Linked DNA regions of Bombyx mori: region 2 is linked to region 1. A link is a contact called in public Hi-C data. All regions are on one chromosome and are shown on one strand. The core of a region is the stretch at or near the end of the contact, and the rest is flanking DNA. Distances in the headings are between cores, read along the strand shown.

Evidence for each region. Hi-C and Micro-C count contacts between places; a contact is called where the count stands out from the background.
Region 2: a contact with region 1 is called in a Hi-C map of whole pupa, with 3 times the contacts expected there. The contact joins the promoter of LOC101744075 here to the enhancer-like site in region 1. A contact is called at or near these places in 2 of 7 Hi-C or Micro-C datasets (both in whole pupa).

What each region holds. Positions count from the first base shown.
Region 1 is chr14:9,213,964-9,220,771 of ASM3026992v2, reverse strand. LOC101741803 (myosin light chain kinase, smooth muscle) reads left to right here. Exons shown (of 9, transcript XM_062672140.1): 5 at 1,471-1,674. Among protein-coding and RNA genes, the nearest start is that of RpS16, 26 kb to the right of the region's middle. Within about 2 kb of position 3,806, at least 7 of the 8 cell types and tissues checked have open chromatin away from gene starts, as enhancers often do.
Region 2 is chr14:9,283,586-9,289,997 of ASM3026992v2, reverse strand. It overlaps LOC101744075 (intraflagellar transport protein 57 homolog), which reads right to left and starts at 2,973. Exons shown (of 1, transcript XM_004925373.4): 1 at 1-2,973. The coding sequence starts at 2,901. The coding sequence ends at 1,780. It overlaps LOC101741803 (myosin light chain kinase, smooth muscle), which reads left to right and starts at 5,407. Exons shown (of 9, transcript XM_062672140.1): 1 at 5,407-5,614.

The DNA of each region.
Region 1 (6,808 bases), core at 2,557-5,056:
TTTCCCGCGTACCGCTTCAACAAAGCGCGGCATCTCTTCAGTCTCAGGTCCATTAGACGAGCATTCAAACGATGTCCTGTTTTTCTTCGATATGCCCGAAGCCCTAAGTCTTCATTTAACACCCTTTTCACCGTGGTTCTGCTTAACCCATCTGAAGGGCCAACAGTTTCTGCTTACGTTTGGGATTTCTTTGAATTCGCGCCTTCACAGCTTTTACCACTGCTGGAGTCCTAACAGACCGAGGGCAACCACTTCTTGACCTGTCATCTACACTAGATCCTTCATTGTATCGTTTGATGGTACGATAAACGAATCTTTTGGTTATATTCAAATTTTTCAGTATGTTAAAAATTTGAATTGGCGCGTAACCGCAACGATGCAACGCAATAACTGCAACACGGTCTTCTTTAAGTGTCCACTCCATATTTAAAAATGAGTAAAATTCTAAAAGTATACATTTTTATTTTCATGAACAATTCGAAATTCGAATTCAATAAACTTTTTGTGGCCAGCATTCTAAAAGAAAAGTTTTTACTGTGTGACAATACTTATGACCTGACTAGTTATTTATATACAAGAAATGCTCGTTTAAATATATAAGATTTGGATGAGTCTGGTTTGTACAAGCGTTAAATTTGCATACCTTACTAAATCTATATATTTATGTGATATCTAAACTTCTTATTAATTCATATAATTTTATTTTTATTATTTATTCAGATTTAATCTAAGTTCATCGTTCGTTGATTAAATAAAAGATAATTTAGAACATAAAATGCTTTAAAAGTCTAGTATAAAATTCGACTTATAGAATCAACTCCCAAAACTAAAATGTCACATATTGTTTAATATTCCATTTCAGTGGTATCATTAGTAACATTAGCATAGTTGTGTCCGTCGCTGGTATTGTAGTCTTGTAGAAAATCAAGCTATAAATACGTGTAACCTTCAATTGTATTATAGGAATTAGAATCCTCAAGACTCCTTAATAGTTTTTTTTTCTCCTACCTTTGCTGATAGCCGTGAGAGGCTATTTCAACTTCACCCTAACGTGTAGGTGAGCTCACGGGGCTGAAACCGGAGTTGTGCTAACACTGGCCCTAGCAAGAGCAGTGCTTCGCAGAATCTATCACCAGATCGGAAAAGCGACCCACTGAGAAGATCCGGCGAGAAACTCAGTGGGCTGTGTCTGTAGGTTAATTCGCGTGTAGAGCCCCTCGTCGCAAGCGACGGGTTCGACGGAGGACGGTGACCGGTGCTTGTAGTCCCTAAAAGCACCATTAAGGGATCAGGAGGACGGTGACCGGTGCTTGTAGTTCCCTAAAAGCACCGTTAATGGATCAGGAGGATCCGTAATGACGTGCTCCTTAATAGATCATTCGTTCCTGACTTAGCCCGGGCTCACCTACCTGACCTGGTGAAACTGGAAAGACCTCCGGGCCACCAGTAATCCAAAAAAAATTGTTACAGAGGCAAATTCGGAACAGTATACTTGTGCAGAGAAAAGAGCACGGGTCTGGAACTGGCCGCCAAGCTCGTCCTAGTGAACAGAAGGGACGAGAGACGCAACGTGGAACGGGAGGTGGACGTGATGAGGAGACTCCGGCACCCTCGACTGATCCAACTGTACGACGCTTACGACTGGGGGAAATATATGTGCGTCGTCCTTGAACTGTAAGTACTAAATATTTTTTTGTAAAATGTATATATAAAAGATGGGAACGTGACGTGACGTAAACCTAGCACGAGGATATTCGGAGTAAACAAACAAAGGAATTACTCATGAACTTTCCAAATTAACGGAAAAAAACTTTGATGTATAGGTATTTTGAGACAAAACCGCCGCCATTACTTAGGCCACGCCATCGCGCTACCTAAAGCTAAGACGCCATCTTACAATTTCGAAAACTATAAGAAAGTGATTCATTAATCGCGGTAATGAGAAAGTGAGTTTTTTTTTTTTATTGCTAGATGGGTGGCCGAGCTCACAGCCCACCTGGTGTTAACTGGTTACTGGAGCCCATAGACATCTACGACGTTAATGCGCCACCCACCTTGAGATATAAGTTCTAAGGTCTCAAGTATAGTTACAACGGCTGCCCCGCCCTTCAAACCGAAACGCATTACTGCTTCACGGCAGAAACAGACAGGGCGGTGGTACCTACCCGCACGGACACACAATAGGTCCTGCCACCAGTAAAAATGTGATATTTTCATTTTTAGTGTTTCCCTAGTACACGATTGTGTTGCCAATTTGTGAATTTTTCAAGCTACCAACGAAGGCGGTAAAAGTTTAGCTCCGCTGTACTTACTATAGGGACAATCGCATTGATTTGGTTAGTTCTCTTTTATATGGCATACCTAATGATATGGAAACTGTAAATAAAAATCGATTAAGATATCATTTAAATTAGGTTTATGATAAAAAATAAAATAAAATAAATACATTTTATTTTTTACTATTCATTTAATGTGATTCGATTGATGCGAGAAGTCATCAAGCCAAACACGACCTTCAGAAATGAAGATGCCGCCTAAAAAGTAAAATTATTCATTTGTCAGCATTCATGAATGTTGCCAGGCTAAAAAAATAATATCTCAATACGGAAACGTTTGGAAATATCTCTAAAATAAAATAAAGTCTAGGTAAAAATACTGCCTTTGCCCAACGAATGGTCAAACTTATTTTATTCCCGAAGTACACCATTTTGATGAAATTAATTGCACTTCAACGTTTTATTTTTACATACGTACACGTCTTGCATCCGATGTCTCATCGTAACGAAATAAATAGAAGATCTATTTAAAAAAAAAAATGGACCAAATGAAACAGGTTAAATACAATTTCTTTTCGGCTCCCGGCCTTTCTCTAGATCACAAATATAGATTGAACAAGGAAACGTGTGCAAATATCATACGAAGTTGGAACGCACGAATTACGTGACCGTGGCTATTCCGTTTGTTTGAAACAGATTATTTAAGATAAGGGATACGTTATTTATCTTAAGAACGCATGCCAATTACGGCGGCCCCGTTGAACATGAAGCTCACAATTAAAATATGAGCGTTTGAATTTATTAAAGTAATTGGCATTGTCACAGATTTACCAATGAGTGTGTTATTTATTTACCATTAAATATGTCAAATCTACGTTAACGTGGGCTGGTTTTTGTCCAATTGAATCCAAAGACAAGTTTTTTTTTTGAGAAAATTATTTACGTCATAAAATTAAGATAGATGCTTCAGTTTTATTATTTTCGACGTTCAGATATTATAAATAGTTATTCTAACTCACATGTACCATTTTTAAACTCCTTTTTCTGTTCAAAATACACAAAAAAATATATCTTCTCTATATATAAAAATGAATTGCTGTTCGTTTGTCTCGCTAAAACTCGAGAACGGCTGGACCGATTTGGCTAATTTTGATCTTGAATGATTTGTGGAAGTCCAGAGAAGGTTTAAATGGTTTAAAATAAATATGAAAATGCTCGGAATTAAATAAAAAATAACAATTTTGTTTTTCCTATGATGTCCCCCTCATCGGACGGATTCCTTTTGTTTGTTTTAACTTTATTTTATACAAAAGTTTAGGTCTTTTATTTATCGATTGAGGCACTACGAAGTCTGCCGGGTCAGCTAGTATAATATAAAGACTAAAAACCATGACTAAAAGTGTGACCAATAAAAAAAAATACGATCCAAAAAAAAAGGCCGCATTCGCATCAACAGTAAGCATCGAGGCAATTAATTAACCAACCTTAAAAGTCTGACTTCAGTCCTTTTAAAATGAACACGTATCGTACAACTTTATAATGTAAACAAACAAGTAAATTCCTCAGTTGAGTCATCGGATTTAAAAGCGATTTATTATTGTGTAAGACTTATAAAAGCATGTGTCTTCGTTCATTTCAATAACCCAAAAACCGTGTCAGTAACGTACCAAAATTAGACAACATGTTAAAATAAGTTTATTGGCCCTTACGTTATTAATGATTACAATCTAAATGATGTCAAATTTAGTGAGATTGACAATTATATTTTATATGTGAAAAGAAGCAGATATGTTTCAAGCGCACGTCAAGTGAAGACTCGAAAACAGGCCAATTGGGACGTTTCGTCTTTAGTCGCGTCTAAACAAATGCAATAATAATATAACAAGTGCAATCGTTCCAATTATAGCTATCTTTTTTACTCACGCGCTTATCCCGTCTTTTGTACTTTTCATTAATGCTACTTGTCAACATGTGTGTGCACTATATCGTTAGGTATGTAGATATATATGGCGCGATCAGATTTGAAGAGTCAGTTACTATGAAGATAACATATCTGTTGTATAAAAAATCATTGGAGATTGATACAAAAACTTAATGGGTTGCCAACTTGTCACATTCCCTATTATTATTTTTTTCGAAATATACCACTGTCGACCTTTGTCGGTTTGGCCATAAACAACATTTGAAAATTAAATAAATTCAAAATACGTATTCACGATTCCGTAGCGGTCCGGCCGCGTTGTAGTTGAGTCATCGATACGCGAATTCTGTTTTATGTCTCAGTTCTGCGCTTGACTCGGTCGCATGTGGGTTAAGGACAGTATATAAAATGTGTTGCCGGAATGTTGTGCTCTTTTGCAACTATCGATCATTTCAGTGAAAGATCGATAAGAAGAACGCGACCTCGTTAATCACATCGTTTTGTCATTTTATATTTTAAATAATTTTATCGTGTTGTCATATTTTGTTGCCAAGCGCGTGTACTCTTAAAATATCTAGGTAATTACAACGTAACATCGCATTCGGCAGATATATATTTTAACATTCTAATCTTTTTTTAATTATTATTGCTTAAATAGTTAGTTAGACGAGCTCACAGCCCACCTGGTGTTAAGTGGTTACTGGAGCCCATAGACATCTACGACGTTAATGCGCCCACCTTGAGATATAATCGTCGATCGTCCATGTCTGGTGTAGCGAGAAAGGCCCCTAGCCACAAAAAGCATTTTATTTTATTTTTATTCATTTCGCTTACTTCATATTTGGATCCATATTACATTTCATATACCAGAATTAAATAAAAAATTAAAACGGAAGCTTATATTTAAGAATATAATAAACAAAAAGCTTAGACTGCTTAATTTTAAAACTCACCTATACAATACAGCTTATTAACATTCAAGTTTATATAACTAAAACATTAGGATTTATTTTTTAAGAAAAACTCATTTTGAACAGTTTCGAGGTTTATTAATTCAATCTTGAAATAAAACGTACTGTAAATATATTTTTTTATTCCACACAAATACCAATATTTATAAGACTGTATAGTAGTTATGAGCGCTGAAAATGTTTTATTGATTATTTCTTTGAAACCGTTTTGCTATGAAAAATAATGGATAAACCATTGAGCACACTTGACCGATTTTATGCTCAAAAATATCATCTATACAAGTACACATTTATGTATTTCGTGTAAATCGGAGTGCTAGTTAACGGAAATACTGAATAAAGAACTTCGCGTTTTAATTCACAAAACGCGACATGCGAACTATGGCTGGATTCAAATCCTAAGGTCTTGAACAACTTCAACGCCTTGTACTTCAAATACCGCTATATCTATATGTTAATACGTGAAGGAAAAACTTTGTATCCCTTTTAACGAAAATTGCGCGGACGGAGGGGTATGAAATTTCCCACACGTAAAGAGAATATAGAGAAGGAGTGCAGTATGTTAATATTTTTTTAAATTATGCCTAAAATACATTAAATCAATAAAAAAACATTACACACACTACATACCATGTATTTGACGCATACACGCATGCATACTATTTATTGTCAAACTTTTGTTCTTGACCTCTGTTGTCAAATTGAGAATAGATTAAATATTGTTTGTCTTTATCAATATTTTCTATAGTGTAGCCTTGGCGAAATTTGTGACTATAGAAGTATAATAGTATTTGAAAATAGAATCATAATATTGTACAAACTTACAATTTCAATTAATGATAGTGGAATTTCGACTACTGCGGGACCACTAGTATAATTTAATAAGTGTGTTAGTAAAGTGTTCGCCGAATCGAATGCTTAGGAACGATAAGATGGTTCCAGAATGTTCTCACCGCAATTAAAATGTTCAACGCGATACCGAATCTGTCATCATTATTAATGAGACATTAAGTATATTTCCTTAATTTCATGTTATATTTAGGCGCAATTAGAGCAACCGCTGACAGACTTGACTTGTCGACAGATGTGAGCACGCCTTGACGCATTAATTACACGGAGATTTCACTTTTATTCCGTGACGTTAATTTGCATAATTATTCTGAACCTTGACGATTAGAAAAGGAACCAGTCGTATTTGTTCACAATGTAAATGTCCCGCGGTATTCATTTACGAAAACCTAGAAAATTACCATGTTTACCAATAGAATACAGATAATTGAAAATTCCGTGTAGTTAAAAAAAAACCAACCTAATAATGATAAATACCTTCGGTTCTGGATAGCCGCAAGATTTGGAACTCAATCAACAAAATTAATTACAGAGACTAATAAATATATCCCCGATATTATCATTTATACAAATTATTCGTTTGAGAAATAAATAGTGATTTATTTTTTCGAAGTTATTTTCAATTTACGATCTTGTAACCCTAAAAAACGTTAAAGAATATTTTTACGTTGGCACGACTGGAGACATGTTAAAAAATAAATAAATGTTTCGTCGGTTGCATCATTTCGCTATGTTAAGATGCAATATGTTTTTAAACAAATTTCTTGTTTTAAATTTATCATTTAAATATG
Region 2 (6,412 bases), core at 1,724-4,223, 70 kb before region 1:
TCTTAATAAACTTACATAAAAATATATACTTAAATACACATGTGAAAAATAAATACCATATAAGATAAACTTACATACGATTAAATACAAATAAATACTAAAAATATACAAGATAAAATACAAAAGAAGTAGGAACTTATACAGTTATATCATAGAAGCAAAGTAGTGCGATTTCAATCTGGACTTGAAAATTTCCGGCGAGGAAGATAGTTTAACGCTTAAGGGTAACGCATTCCATAAACGGACAGCCTCAACCGCAAAGGAATGGTCATAAAATGACGTCAATACTACTTGTACAATACTTTTTGTAATACAATATTTAAGTCGCAATTCAAAAATCTAACAGATATTAATTAATATATCTTTTACAGTTTAATATCGCGTTTTTTTTTTCTTCATTGTATCGTGGGGTGACAGGTTATTTGGCTCGACATTTATCGATGTAACTAAAGGTCCGTTTTATTTGGTATTAGCATCAACACTTCGATGTTTTTATTCAATTAAGTTTACCCCAATCAAATAGCTAAAGAAGTTTTTTTGGTATGATATTTTTTCCAAATTTTAAACTTTGAATATGAGTCCTGTAAAGTTGCAAATATGTCGCTGAAACCAAATAGCCTCTCACTCCTAGAATTATTATATCCGACGCTTCGAATACTTTGAGGGGGAAGAGGTCATGGATGGAGTGTGTGAATGACGATATGAGAGAGAGAGAGAGAGAGAGAGAGGAGTGAGTGTTGAGATGACGGCTGATAGAAGAGAATGGAAGAGAAAAATTTGCTGTGCCGACCCCACCTAGTGGGATAAGGTAGAGAAAAAGAAAAAGAGTTTCGAATACTTTTACAGTTGTCGTGGCCCGACGTCCGTGTAAAAAAAAACTATGAAAAGCATATTATATTAAATCGTAGAATTAATTTTAATTATGTCTACGACTCGAGAAAACCGTATAAAACGCTGATAGGTATTTATTTATAGCCCACCAATATAAAAATTAATGTCATCAAAATTTACAATTTTTTTTCTGATCCTTCTTGATCGTGTTCTTCTTTTAACTGAGGTCGTCGATTTTCAGCAACTCTAAGAGCTGAAGTGAGGTAGGCCAATGAATGTCTTCATTTGGTAAAAGCAAGGGCATCTATGAGGCCTTTTGCAATTTACTTTAGCCACAACGCCACCAGTTTGTGACAATTGTTAGGTTCCTAACTGACAATATGACCAAAGTAGCCTAGTAGTACAAAGAAGAGTTTGCATACATGAGACAAAATAAATCTTAAAAAACTACAAACAGTTATTGAAACAAGACATTAATACATTTCATGTCTTATAAATGCATTGTTCGGTAGTCCAATAAAGTCGGGCAAAATAGTCGTATTAAACCATACATTGCATTCAACAAATAACAAACCATTTCGTTTTGACAGAATTATTTTGTTGAGACTGCTTAGTGGCAAACCTTGGATTCGATTTGCCAACATTAATAGCGACACACCAAAAACTTCGTACAAATACTGTATCAATCTAAAATAATAATTAACTAGCTGAACCCCTCCGCTTCGCTGGGCATTTAAACATTATTATTTCTCAACCCCACAAAAATTCTCATCATTAACGCCCCCGCAACTGGTGTAGGGAGTCCAACACATCAATGTTAGCCTATCCATTAAGTACATGTATTATCTACATGGATACCAAGTTTCAAGTCAATCGGATGCACGGTTCAGTAGTTATAACGGAACATCCGTAAAAACCACTAGATTGATGTATTAGTATAGATTGTATTTAGTACACTTCGTTGGCAATCATCCCAGATTCCTTGTTATTAAGTAAACTGTTGCCATTCGATTCCTTTGTTGTCAGAAGCCACAGCAACACCGTGATCTGAAAGTCCATTTCCTGTATATCTTTCTTCAAGGTCGCGACAGCTTTCTTTGCTGTAACTAGAGGAGAATTGTCGTTCATCGAGGACCCTTTAGATTCGGTTCTTTGTTTAATATTCTCTAGCTTTGTTGAAAGCTCGTTCAACATGTCTTGCCTTTCAGTGATACCTACACTGGCCTCTTTATATTCATTTGACACTTTGTTTAGTTCGTCGAGTAGAGAACCATATTCTTTGACAAGAGGCTCGAATTGCTCATTCAATATATTCTCCCTGGCCGTTACCTTATCCATAGCCGATGAAATGCTACTGTGCAATTTATTCAGCTGGGTTCCCGTTGTTTTAAATCTATCGAATAACTCTTCTTTGTAACTCCTCATCTGTGCATGTCTCGCTCGCCAGTCGCGTCCATCGGCGGATATCTTCAATCTTAGAGCCGGAGCGACCCTTTCCAATTCCAACTTCCACGCTTCCCAATCGTGAACCTTTTGGGCTATGTTACTTGGTTCTTTTTCGTCTGCATTAATATCTCCTTCAGATTCATCAGAATAAATGGGCATTTCATCTTCAACTTTGTCCAGTAATATTTCGGTTTCGTCTTCAACTTGATCAATGTCATCAACCGACTCTTCTGATTCTGGTATGTCAACAACTGGTTTTTGCCATTCAAAGTTTTCTTTTTTCAATGCTTCATCTGCGAGAATATTCAGGATACTACAAACTTGATCGCCCCATCCTTGTTTTAGTTTATGCGAAGAGAAATCTACATTAACTTCGTTTTCTTTGAGTACATCAATTACTGCAGCTATGATTGTGTTAGGATCGTCCTCTTCGTTGGGCTGAGCGAAATCCTTGCCACACTTCCTTATCAACCAGGCCGCTGTCGAGGCAAACACGAAAAACTGTTCGTTCGGATTAGTGGACGTCACGAAATAATATCGACTCAACGGTTTCATTTTTATCTGGGGACGCAGATCCGTGTCGATTTTTAATAAACGTAATTTATCCATAAGTCTTAAATCCATGTTGATAATGTTTGAATTACGCTAAAAGTAATGCGTGATTGTTTTGAAGTGCTTCGCTACGGTTGCTATGGTGATCAGTCCACCGCTTAAATGTGAAGTGTATTTATTATCTATGGTCTACAGTTCGTTGGTAAACATAGATATTACGCTAATATTAGATTTGTAAATGCACTGAATTTCAAGGAACTACACAAATTCCAGAAATAAGTGATAGGTACATCGAAAAATAAATGAAATAACAACTTCTTGCTGCCGGTTCGGGCTCATATGTCAAGACGATTGAACGATTTTAAACTGGTAGTAGGACCTTGGGAGTCCGCACGGGTAGGTACCACCACCCCGCCTATTTCCGCCGTGAAGCAGTAATGCGTTTCGGTTCGAAGGGTGGGGGTAGCCGTTGTAACTATACTTAGAACTTATATCTCGAGGTGGGTGGCGCATTTACGTTGTAGATGTCTATGGGCTCCAGTAACCACTTAACACCAGGCGGACTGTGAGCTTGTTCATCCATATAAGCAATAAAAAAAAACCTTTTCTGTATTCTTGGTTCTAAACAAGTTAGTTTCCTTATATCAAGTCGGTTTATTAATACAGAAGCTCTGATACTCATTTTCTACGCTTGTATTATTATTACAAACGTTGGGAACAATACTACGCATTCTCTCACCCATGTTTGGATATCGGTATGATTAATTTTAATTAAACCATTGTTAAACTAAGATTCATTAATAATTTTGAAACGGTTGTGTTCATCAATTTGCTGAACATATTCTCTGGTGCGTACTCAACAAGAAATTAACTGTGTCTATGAGACATGAAAATGAACTTAATGTAAAACGAAATGTACTAGTGAAGATGAGATTGGAAGCTGTAGTGGTAGCGGTAAGCAGCGGCTTGGCTCTGCCCCTGGGATTGCTGAAGTCCACGGGCGACGTTAACCAACCACTCACAGGTGGGCCGTATGCTCGTCTGCCTATAAGGGCAATAAAAACAAAGAAAAAAAAGCTGCTAATATTAAAATTAACAGAGCAACAATTGGCCGATTAACGCACCGTCGCGGTTTTCGCAAATTAATATTTTTTTTTATCACACGATTTTATTGCATCACTTTGGGAGGCATACACGAAAACGTGTTATGTACGTATTTCATTACAAAAATGTTTATCTGCCTGCGGTATTGGAACACTGGCATGGTTGCATCGTTCGATACTAGTAAGAGCGTCTTATCTAGGCCACGACAATTCCAATGACTGCAAGATGCTCTGCCACCAATACTTTAGATAGAAACTAGAAGGTTATACGTAATTACGGTTTCGCCCGATCCATTAACGGTGCTTTTAGGTACCTACCTCAAGCACCGGTCACCGTCCTCATCGGACCCGTCGCTTACGACGAAGGACTCGACGAATGAATTAACCCATAGACATAGCCCACTGAGTTTCTCGCCGAATCATTTTAGTGGGTCGCGTTTCAGATCCGGTAGTAGATTCTGCAAAGCACTACTCTTGCTAGGGCCCTTGTTAGCAGCACTCCCGGTTTGAGCCCCGTGACCTCACCTACACGTCAAGGAGAAGCTGAATAGCCTCTCCAGGCTATCAGCATAAGTAGGAAAAAAACAAAAATGTTAAGAATTAGGCAGTGGGAAAATAAATTAGAGTATTTTAACCGTGAAGGGATGGCAGGAAAATTCTAGCAGTGCTTCAAGAAAGCCAGAATTGTTTACCCGTACATCCTAATTATTGATAGCAGTTACATTGATCGTTAAAATCCTCTGAGCATACCTATCTGGTAATCTTTTTATACAGAGGCTCATACAGGAACTTATGGGAAGTGGTCACAGTCGTTTATGGACTTCAGCAATAGCAGGGGAACAACTATGATTTGGTTGTTTGAAAATGATCTTTCCACGCCCCATAAAACTTCGAATCTCAAGAGAGTTCATCCCTCGCTGACGTTGGATAAAATGCTACGCATATACTGGAATGAGCACTGAACCAATTTATCTATGCTTCATAAAACTTTTTGCTTAGATAGACTTAGGATAGGACTTACTGGTGGTAGGACCTCTTGTGAGTCCGCACAGGGATAGTACCACCACTCTGCATATTTCTGTCGTGAAGCAGTACTGCATTTCGGTTTGAAGGGTGAGGCAGCCGTTGTAATTATACTGAGACACCTGGTGGGCTGTGAGCTCGTCCAACTATCTGAGCAATAAAAAAATCTAGTGAAGTAGCAAAAAACAGTAATTCAAGAAATACAAAATGTGATAGCAACTCGGAACTATTCGGAGCCAAGCTAAATTACTAAACATTATATCAGTGCACCTCAAAATAATTCCATCAGTACAACCGACTGGAACGGAGTGCCTCATTAGTAGGCCGTGCGCATATGAGAGCCGTCTGATCCTTATAAAATAAAATAAAAAAAATCCTCAATAAAGACCGGCTTTATCTCGTATTACTGGCACGATAAAATTAGAAACATTCGCGTCCACCGCGTGCTGCTTCAGAACTTCAGTTCAGTCGCGGCCCGGCGTTCGTTAGAGACGATCGTGTGTCCTTAAACAAACCGACGTAACTCACAAAATAGTTATTCTTTTATTGTCGCCGCGTCACGTGTCTTGACTGTTCTGTGCCAGTGGATGTTCAGCTCAGTGGAAATATCAATATAATATCGGATGCGCGCGAGTGTAATGTGAATTCGTTCATCGAAGGTGAGTTCGTGTTGTATTAAATCGTTTTTAACATCGCTAATCCTGTTCGGTCGAAGTTTTGAGGCTTTACCGAATTGGACTTGGCTAGTCAAATCAAGTTTTTGCGTTATCACAACTAGGTGGGTTCGTGTAAATGCCAAATATGGACCTTAAAAGACTTAATAAGGGAATCTCGAGACAACTCAACGCATTTATATGAATTGGCGTGAACATGTGATTTAATAAAAGCGTATTTAAAAGGGCCTAAATCGAAGGTGCCGTGAAGCAAAGAACAAGGCCTAAGCCTACAGTTCCACCGTTACAAAATATGTAAAGTATACGTCGCATTCCACACAGAATTCATGACGTGGAAATCACATAATAATGTTCCAAAAGTAGATAAAAACTTTTTGTACTTACACTTTTCCCAATTAACCAATTTTGATAAGTAAAGTGAATTCATTATTAAATCCACTTCTCTGGTATTTTCTACATACCAAATTCCCTGCAAAAGATACAATTGCAGTGTTAGCACGTACGGGTTGCTACAATCATCCTACCTATTCCTGCCACGAATCAGTTATGCGTTCCGGCTCGAAGATGGGGAGTGCTAACACTGCTAACACGAACCCTAGCAAGAGCCGTGCTTCGCAGAATCTACCACCGGATTAGACCGATTAGCAACGTCGTCAGGTTTGAGCACCGTGAGCTCACCTACTAGTTAAGGTTCCGCTGAAATAGCCTCTCAAGGCTCTCAGCTAGGTAGAAAAAAAAAGGGAGTGCTGTTATAAAACGAGATATCGACCGTATATCTCAAGG